Regions from separate parts of the Zea mays genome. Here regions 1 and 3 are each linked to region 2. Evidence: chromatin contacts called from public Hi-C data. All regions are on one chromosome and are shown on one strand. Each heading gives the region's core, a stretch centred on a gene start, on an enhancer-like site or on the middle of the called end of the contact. The rest is flanking DNA. Distances are from core to core; before and after follow the strand shown.

What was found. A called contact is a pair of places that touch in the nucleus more often than the background predicts.
Region 1: a contact with region 2 is called in a Hi-C map of ear, with 2.3 times the contacts expected there. The contact joins the promoter of LOC100285460 here to the promoter of LOC100283188 in region 2. A contact is called at or near these places in 8 of 25 Hi-C or Micro-C datasets (bundle sheath, ear, endosperm and 2 more).
Region 3: a Hi-C map of bundle sheath shows a contact between it and region 2, with 1.8 times the contacts expected there. The contact joins the promoter of LOC100275467 here to the promoter of LOC100283188 in region 2. A contact is called at or near these places in 3 of 25 Hi-C or Micro-C datasets (bundle sheath, ear and tassel).

What each region holds. Positions count from the first base shown.
Region 1 is chr5:194,617,013-194,619,719 of Zm-B73-REFERENCE-NAM-5.0, forward strand. LOC100285460 (homeobox-leucine zipper protein ATHB-6) reads right to left here and starts at 1,409. Exons shown (of 2, transcript NM_001158353.2): 1 at 870-1,409; 2 at 1-780. The coding sequence starts at 1,280. The coding sequence ends at 484.
Region 2 is chr5:194,368,061-194,370,806 of Zm-B73-REFERENCE-NAM-5.0, forward strand. LOC100283188 (protein kinase APK1A) reads right to left here and starts at 1,279. Exons shown (of 2, transcript NM_001156090.2): 1 at 771-1,279; 2 at 1-616. The coding sequence starts at 1,137.
Region 3 is chr5:194,581,256-194,583,974 of Zm-B73-REFERENCE-NAM-5.0, forward strand. It overlaps LOC100275467, which reads left to right and starts at 1,381. Exons shown (of 3, transcript XM_020538626.1): 1 at 1,381-1,684. The coding sequence starts at 1,448. It overlaps MIR166e (microRNA MIR166e), which reads left to right and starts at 1,534; the gene lies at 1,534-1,620.

The DNA of each region.
Region 1 (2,707 bases), core at 159-2,658, 250 kb after region 2:
CTCTGTCCCGGCCCCGTCGAAGGCGACGTCGTCCTCGCTCGGAGCGTAGCCGTTGTCCTTAGGCGCCGGTACTACGACGACGAACGTCCTAGACAGATGGGCTAACTGGCGACGGCGACGAACGGAGAGGAGCGTCTAGAACATGCGATGGAATACGTGCAGAGCAACAGCATGCGTAAGCGTAACCCACGTGCGACACCATTTGCCTCGGCTCTGAAGTCTGAACCACCTCTCTCACGAACATGGATCCTAAGGTGCACGGTGGCCGGACATTGTCGATCGATCCCTCTTTTCCCTCCACAGCCGCCGGTCGCTCCTGATTCCTAATTACCCAGCTCTCTATCGTCTGTTACCCGTCGATCCCTCCCCGGATCAACTGGCTCGGTAGCTAGTTGGGGCTAGCTAGCTATATAAGGAATCACCATGAATCCACCACACGTGCACTAGATACAGAGACATGACGACGAGTACACGATCGAGGTTTCAGGCCACCGCGTTCCACTCCAGCAGCGGCCACGTATCCCACAGGTCCGGAGTGGCGCAGACGAAGGGGTCGTGCAGGCCATCGTACTCGTACGCGACGTGGTCGTAGTACTCGCCGGTCGCCGCCGAGTCCTCGGAGGCGTCTACTGCAGCCGGCGGCGGCGTGGCGCCGTCGTCCTGCACGAGGGAGCTGGTGCTATTGTTCCTCTTGTCGTCCGCCGCCGCCTCCGCGTCGTTGACCTCGCAGCTGCCGCTCTGGTCTTGCCGCTCGTTCAGCCTCCCCCGCAGCTCGTCTACCTGGAAACCAACATCGATGGATCGTCAGCGATCGAACGTCGGCGTATATATGGAGCTGTGAAATCAGGAATCAAGCAGACGACTGGTACCTGCGCGGCGAGCGCGATCTTCTCCTGCCTGAGCGACTCGACGCGGGCGTGCATCGCGTCGAACTGAGCCCTGAGCGCGGCGTAGTCATGCTCCAGCTGCTTGGAGCGCCACCGCGCACGCTTATTCTGGAACCAGATGGCCACCTGGCGCGGCTGCAGGCCAAGCTCCCGCGCCAGCTCCGCCTTCTCCCGGGGCTCCAGCTTGGCGCGCCGCGCGTGGAACGTCGTCTCCAGCGACCGCACCTGCTCCTCCGTGAACCGCCGCTTCCTCTCCCCGCCGGCGGCGGCAGCTCCCCGCCCCGCGCCCGCGGGGTCCTGCTGGTCGCCGGCCACCATCAGCTGGTGCATGAACTGGGCCTCGTCGTACTGCCGCGGCGGCACCACCGTGAACTGGCAGTCGCCGCGCTCCATGCCCTCCTCCGCCTGAACCGAAAGCACCTGAGTCCTGAGCGCCGTCGTCGTCGTCGTTGCTCGCCAAAGCCAACCTGGCAGCGCCGGCTAGCTGTGTTTGTGTGTAGTAGTAGCAAGTGGAGTGGCTGGCGCTCGGGACACGGCGGGGTAGCTCTTTATACCAGTGCTCGGCGCACGGGTCTGGCCGGCGCGACGCGCACACGTGGCGCCACTCCCCGCGACGGAGAACATGTAGGCCCCTCGATGGCTTGGCGCCGCGTCCAGGTGTTGCGCACCGGGCGGGCCGGTCGCGCCCCTCTTCCCCCGGCCCGGATCAATCACCGCATGCACGGACGGAATGGTTATCCGTCTTGAGAGTTGCGACTGGTTCGGCCCTTACACGTGGTGCTCCCGCAGCGGCTGGAGTGCGCGAGTTTCCGTTGGCATGGCCGGATGCCCCCCCCCCCCCGCCCCCCCCGCCCCCCGGGTGGGAGGGTTTCCAGAGGGGCGATGCGTAGCGCGGCATACTAGCTAGGTGGGGGTGGGGCGTGGGGGGCTGGCCGGGACAGCGTCGACGTCGGCGGCGGGGAGCTTCTCCTGAACGAGACGCCGAGGTGGCACGACATTTGTCATGGTGCGTCAGCGCGGTGGCTCGCGTGGAAGGCTCCTGTCGTACTCCTACTATACTCATGCTACGTCTGGCCGGGTGAGGGGTCGCTGTTTTTCGTCCAGCCGAAGCTCGGTCGGTCGATGGAGGGAGCCAGCACACGTCGTTGTTCAGTGTTCGGTTCCTAACTCATCACCACCACCACCTCCATCTCCTCCTCCTCCTCTCTCCCTCTCCCTCTCCCGGACCGTTGAAAGTCATATGAGCTTATCGATCGGCGGCATGGTGTTTACGTGTCCCATGAGAGCGAGTTCTCTCCGCTTCCAACCATAAATCAAGGATAAATATATTGAAGCGCCACAAGCTTTTTAAGTGGACGCCTACATATTTTATACATAGAGGCAGTAATTACCGTGCTTTAGTTTATAATTATGAATTTAGAGATGATGAAGATTTAATTTGGTTGTTACGTATCTTTCTATCTTTACCTAAACCAAATTAAGTTTATCCGATCTTATCATTATAAAGTATAACTAATCGTGGATACATAGTAGAGAGAAGATCATGTGACTTTTCTTTAATATATTTTAGGCACCGTGGGATCCTCTCCCACCGTATTTTTTGGTTCAAAGAAAAAAATTTGTGGCTTTAGGAACATAAAAGATATTGTTAAGCTTAAGACTACGACTAGGGGTATTAACAACTGAATGATATTAATACCTGCTCATTTAGTACTGTGAACTTGATCATGCATCTTATATATACTTATCCCGTGTTGTTAGTTTATCAAGTCCGTCTAAGATATAATAATCTATAGCCTCGATATCTATATACTGATTGA
Region 2 (2,746 bases), core at 29-2,528:
GAGGGCCGCGTCCCGGGGCCGTCGCCGATGCACCGCAGCGCAAGCGCCGCCACGGTGGCCGCCTCGTGCGTGTCGTACTCGTCTCCGAGCCTCCGGTCCACTGCCTCCGCTACTCTTCCTTCGCCGAGCGTAGGACCCACCGCGGCGGCGAGCCGGCGCCCCGTGTCGGCGCATATGGCCTCCCTCCCCGTGAGGAGCTCGAGCAGCAGCACGCCGAAGCTGTACACGTCGCCCTTCTTGGTGGCGACGCCGGAGCGGAGGAAGTGCGGGTCCACGTAGCCCGGGGAGCCCATGACGACGGCGCGCGGCGCCGACGACGCCCTGGCCCTGGCCCCGCTGGCCTCCGGCGGCTGGAGCGCGGCCGAGAAGCCCACGTGCGCGAAGCCCAGGTCGCAGAGCTTGGCGTCGAGGCTGGCGTCCAGCAGCACGTTGGAGGCCTTCACGTCGCCGTGGATCACCGCCGGGTCGCGGCTCTCGTGGAGGTGCTCCAGCGCCATGGCCACCTGGAACGCCACCGCCATGCGGCGCGCCCACGGGAGCGGCGCCTTGCCGCTGCCGTGGAGCCTCTCGTGGAGGTCGCCGTTCGGTGCGTACTCAAAGACCAACACGCCTTCCTCTGCACGTACGCACGCAGAAAGAGAGGGAGAGAGAGAGAGAGAAAAGAAACTCGTGTTAGCTCCTAGCTCATCTATCTACGTGACTTGGAAGCTCCCGCTCAGTGGAGCTGTGGAGCTGATCAGTCGGTGGTTGGTTCGCGTCTTGTTATATACCTCGTTCGTCGCAGTAGCCGAGCAGGCGGACGATGTGCGGGTGGCGGAGCGAGAGGAGCACGTGGAGCTCCTGGCGGAAGGCGCGGTGGAGGCGCTCGCTGCTGCGCTGCACCTTGACGGCGCCGAGGCGGGAGGAGGAGAGGCAGGCCAGGTAGACGGTGCTGAAGCCGCCCTGGCCGATGACGCGGGAGGAGAAGCCCGCCGTGACGGACTCGATCTCGGCCCACGCGAACCGCCTGGCCGACGACCCGCTGCCCTTGCCGAGCGACGCGGCGGGCTCGTCCGCGACGCGGGGGTCGGTTCGGCCCGCGTCGCCCTGCTTGTCGAGGCGGAGGCACGAGAGGAGGCCGCACCCGGCGGGCAGCATCCTGTTCTGGCGCACGCACGACGCCGCACCGCAGCTCCGCACGCCGGCTGCTGGTCCGAGGCTGAGCTGAGCTGAGCTGTGTTGCTCTATCTGGTGAAGCGCTGGGCGAGCGCCTTTTTGGCCGTGCTCGGGTGGCCAGATCACCGAACGGCTTCTGGCGCCCGTCGTTATATACGACGTCGACGCGGGGGGCGGGACTGGATGCCCAGCGCCCGCAGGCGGCAGGCCGCAGCTAGTGCCTAGTGGACCTCAACTAATCAGTGGCGCGCGGAGCACATAAAGAAAAGGGCAAAAGGCGACGGGGTGAGCAGCTCCTCCCGTTGAGATGCGTGATGCATCTGCGTGCTGTCGTCACGCACGCCCCCCACAATTCTATTCCGCCGGAGCGTCGCGCGCGCCTGCCGGCTGCCGCCCTGCACCTTGGCTCGGCATGCGCTTTTCCTTTTTCACCGGTAAAAATATATCAGCAATAATGCGCTCTGCAGCCGTCTGGTGCCGGAATGTTGATTTGGCTAGTATTTTCCTCCGCGTCAGCGGCAGAGGCGCCACCGGATCGACCGTGGAGTGCGACGTGCCACCGGCACCAGTTCGAGGGCTCCTTTTCAGCTGCTGTCAGAGCGGCCTTTCCTGGCTGCAAGGTCATGGGCCATGTTCATAGCAGCTAGATATAAACTTTTTTTCCAGTGGATCCGAATCCTATGGCGAGTAACGTCCCAAATGGAAGTGTCCAGGTGACAGGCGTCCCACTTTTTCCAACGGGCCGGCGTGCTCTGCTCGCTTACCGCGGCACGCACAGGCAGGCGGTGAAAAAAAATTAATAAACAGCGCTGGTGGTTGCGCCCGCGTGTGGCTGGGCCACATGGCCCCCACTGAGATTCCTGTAGCCAGATCACGCAGCTCGTCTTCGTATTGGAGGAGCGCTAGCTGGGGAGCATGGGGATTAGTGGTTTCATATTCGTAAGCGTACGACATCACATGTTTTGCAGGGTAGATATAGAAGTGGAGGTCACATTCACACACGGAATTCGCCACGGCGAGCTGAAGAACCTGTCGTCCTGCTGCTGCTGGTGAAGAGTATGGAGGAGGATTCAGAAACAGCAGGGCGCCCAGCGTATGCAGAATTGCAGACGCGCTTCAGATGTTGACTGCCCGAACGGAGATACAGGAGGAGTACTTGAGACTTTTGACTAATGACTGCCCGCGCCCCACGGTACTTGAACATGCTTTGGACGAATTAAACGCGTCTGCCCTTTGCAGGCTTGCAGCGTATATACTAGTACAAATTTTCAAGCTGAGTTTATGCTTGCCGGACGGCCCGAAACTGTGAATAGGAGAGCCAGGACGAGAGCCCGAGGAACGGTGGCAACTACTCTGATTGGGACATGTAGCATGACTGCATCAGCTAGGTTACATCATTCATTTCGTGCTGTTTACTAGTACTTTAATTGATGATGATATCAAGGGGCCAACCAGCTATCGCATAGATAGGGATGTCAATGGAGAATTCCCAGCCGGAAATAGCTCCTCATCTCTGTTCTGTGACAAAAAAAATTCATCCATGGATCCCCACGAACGCTAACGGGAAACATTTCTTTCCCATCCCTGTTTT
Region 3 (2,719 bases), core at 131-2,630, 210 kb after region 2:
TTTATTCGTATCCGTATTCTTAAAGTTGGTCGATATCCATCCAAATTTTACCCGACACAACTTCATAATATCTGTATCTGATATGAATCCGAAGAGAAACCATGAAAACAAATATGAAACGAGTAATATATGTCCATATCTGATCCGGTATCGATTATACGCCCCTAATAATAAACATGTAAAATATATGATATTATCCATATTTGAGAAGTACAATTTATTTAAAACTATCTAAACAGTAAATTTTTTACAGATTAACCATGTGAATAAAAAATAATTTTAATATAACAAACGATATATATATATATATATAAGTTATTTATGGTTAATGTAATCTTTATATAATAAATATACATAAATTTTAAATTTAGTTAATTCGAATATGGATAATCATGTTAGTGGTATTTATTTATATATTCTTGAATTATTGGAATTTAGTAACTAATATATATTATCTATAGTTTTCTTATATTTATAAATTTAATTATTGAAATAATGATTAAAATATTTTTATTTTTTATAGTTGTATTTTTCCACGGTGTTATATAGCTATATTCTAAATCTCATCGTTCATACCAATTTCATTACACTAGCTAACTATAGATAAGCAGATAGATATATGTTATCTTTAAATCAAGTAGATATCTAAATTTGAGATATCTACTTTACATTAGTTTCTTACAACATCTCTGTAATCGTATTTGAATTCGAATTAAGTAGGGGTGAATAATGGTATTCAAATTCGTGTCCGTGTGAATCCGATCTAAATTCATCCCTACTCATGCTATGGACGCATGCCTAACAAGAGATGGTAAGTAGAGACCAGAGACTATGAAAAATTATAGAACTGATGTCAAATTCTGTTACCACAAACAAATCACAAAACCAAACAATATAATCGGTTTACGAATTTTCTTGTTGTAGACATAATAAACTAGTTATGTGAGCTAAAATTTAATGCAGTGGACACTCTTGGAGTAATGTGTTCACAGTCACAGTACACTGTATATATTGGAACATGAGTCACATTATCGAACTCAGCCCAACATACTTAATTCTTCGGCCGGCTGGATCAGAGCCAAGCTTGATTTTTCACCAACGTACTATCCGGGGCCATCATTTGTTAAGTTCGATATTGCTAACTGTAAACATAAAGTTGGGCCAGGCTTTTTATCACGTTGATCGTAAAAGGCCACGTCATTTTTGCTGGTTTTGCTGATCCTTTGTCCCTCTCTTCCCCAATTCTGATGACGCCCTAAATGCAATGATTTCACTGATGATGATAGCGCTCGCTACCCCTCTTCTCTCCTCCTCCTCCCCTCTCTCTCTCTCTCTCTCCCCCCCCCCCCCCCCCCCCCCCCCCCCCCCCCCCCCCCACCCTCCTTTATAGATACCAATGGAGCGTCGTCCTCGCCAGCTCTAGCCTCTGGCGTTTGGCAGCCGAGTCATGTGGGGGAAAGAACAGGAGGAAGGCCGGATCCGGAATCTCATGCAGCAGATCGGGGAAGAAAGGAGGAAGCTTTCTTACTTTGAGGGGAATGTTGTCTGGCTCGAGGTGCAGAAACATACAGATCTCATCGGTCTAGGTTCTTGTCGATCTCGGACCAGGCTTCATTCCCCTCAAGTGGAGCTCCCGGGCTGTTCCGCGCTCGTACGTCCGTCGATTCCCCCTCCTGTTCTTGCCGTGAGTTTCCTTGGGCATATCATCGAGATGTGTAGCGATTCTCTCTCTTCGCTCGTTTGACCTTGCTTCTTCGGCCTAGATTGTGCCTCCGCAGCTAGAATCATGCATGATTAGGATATGATTATCTCGGCGAATGTTTGCTATGTGTTGGGTTTCGTGCGGTCGGCATGCAGCAGATTGGTGCAATCATAAGGATTCTTGACTCAAAAGAACACACAGGCATGCTTGCTTTTCTTCGTTTAAACTACGGCCGGCTTAATTGGCATCTGCATCTCCCTTGTAGTTGCGGTCTTTTTCTTCTGCCCCCACTTTATTTCTCACTTTCTCTAAGAGTTTGTGTATCATCTCTAGTTCTCTCTACCCCCTTTCAACATGAAGGATCTTCGTATCTTCTCTTGTGATCCGTACGATGGCATCTTTATCTGCTTTCTCTCTCTTAGACGACATAGCTGCTTTCTTCTAGTTCATCTTAATCTCATACAAGAGATTCGTTGGTCAAATCCACATCTAGTTAACGTTGGTCATATATACCATCATCAGTATGCGTAGTGTAACATATATACCTCGTAGATACATATCAAAAGTTTTTTTAATTTTCTCATAAATTGATCAACCATCACGGTGCCGAACAAGTGTTTTCTAGTCCTCTAGTTAAGTTAATTTCCAAAGCAAGGACGGCAAATTAAAGCTTAAAGATACTACATATACAACTATATATATATGACATACTCCCTCCGTTTCTTTTTAGTTGTCGCTGGATATATAGTTCAATTTTGCACTATCCAGCGACAATTAAAACGAAACGGAGGGAGTATATACTTGTTTCTTCAGAATAATATAATCTGCTCACGTACGCCATTTGGCCTGACATTTTTATGTATGTACTCCCGATGCAAATTTAAATAAACACTGCCATCTACTAACAACTACGACGACATATTTGTTTCTTGGGAAGGCCAGGCCAAAAACTAAGGTTCATGAGCAGTTGTCTCCTTCCCTTTGTTTCCTCATACATCAAAGCAGGACACATGCTAC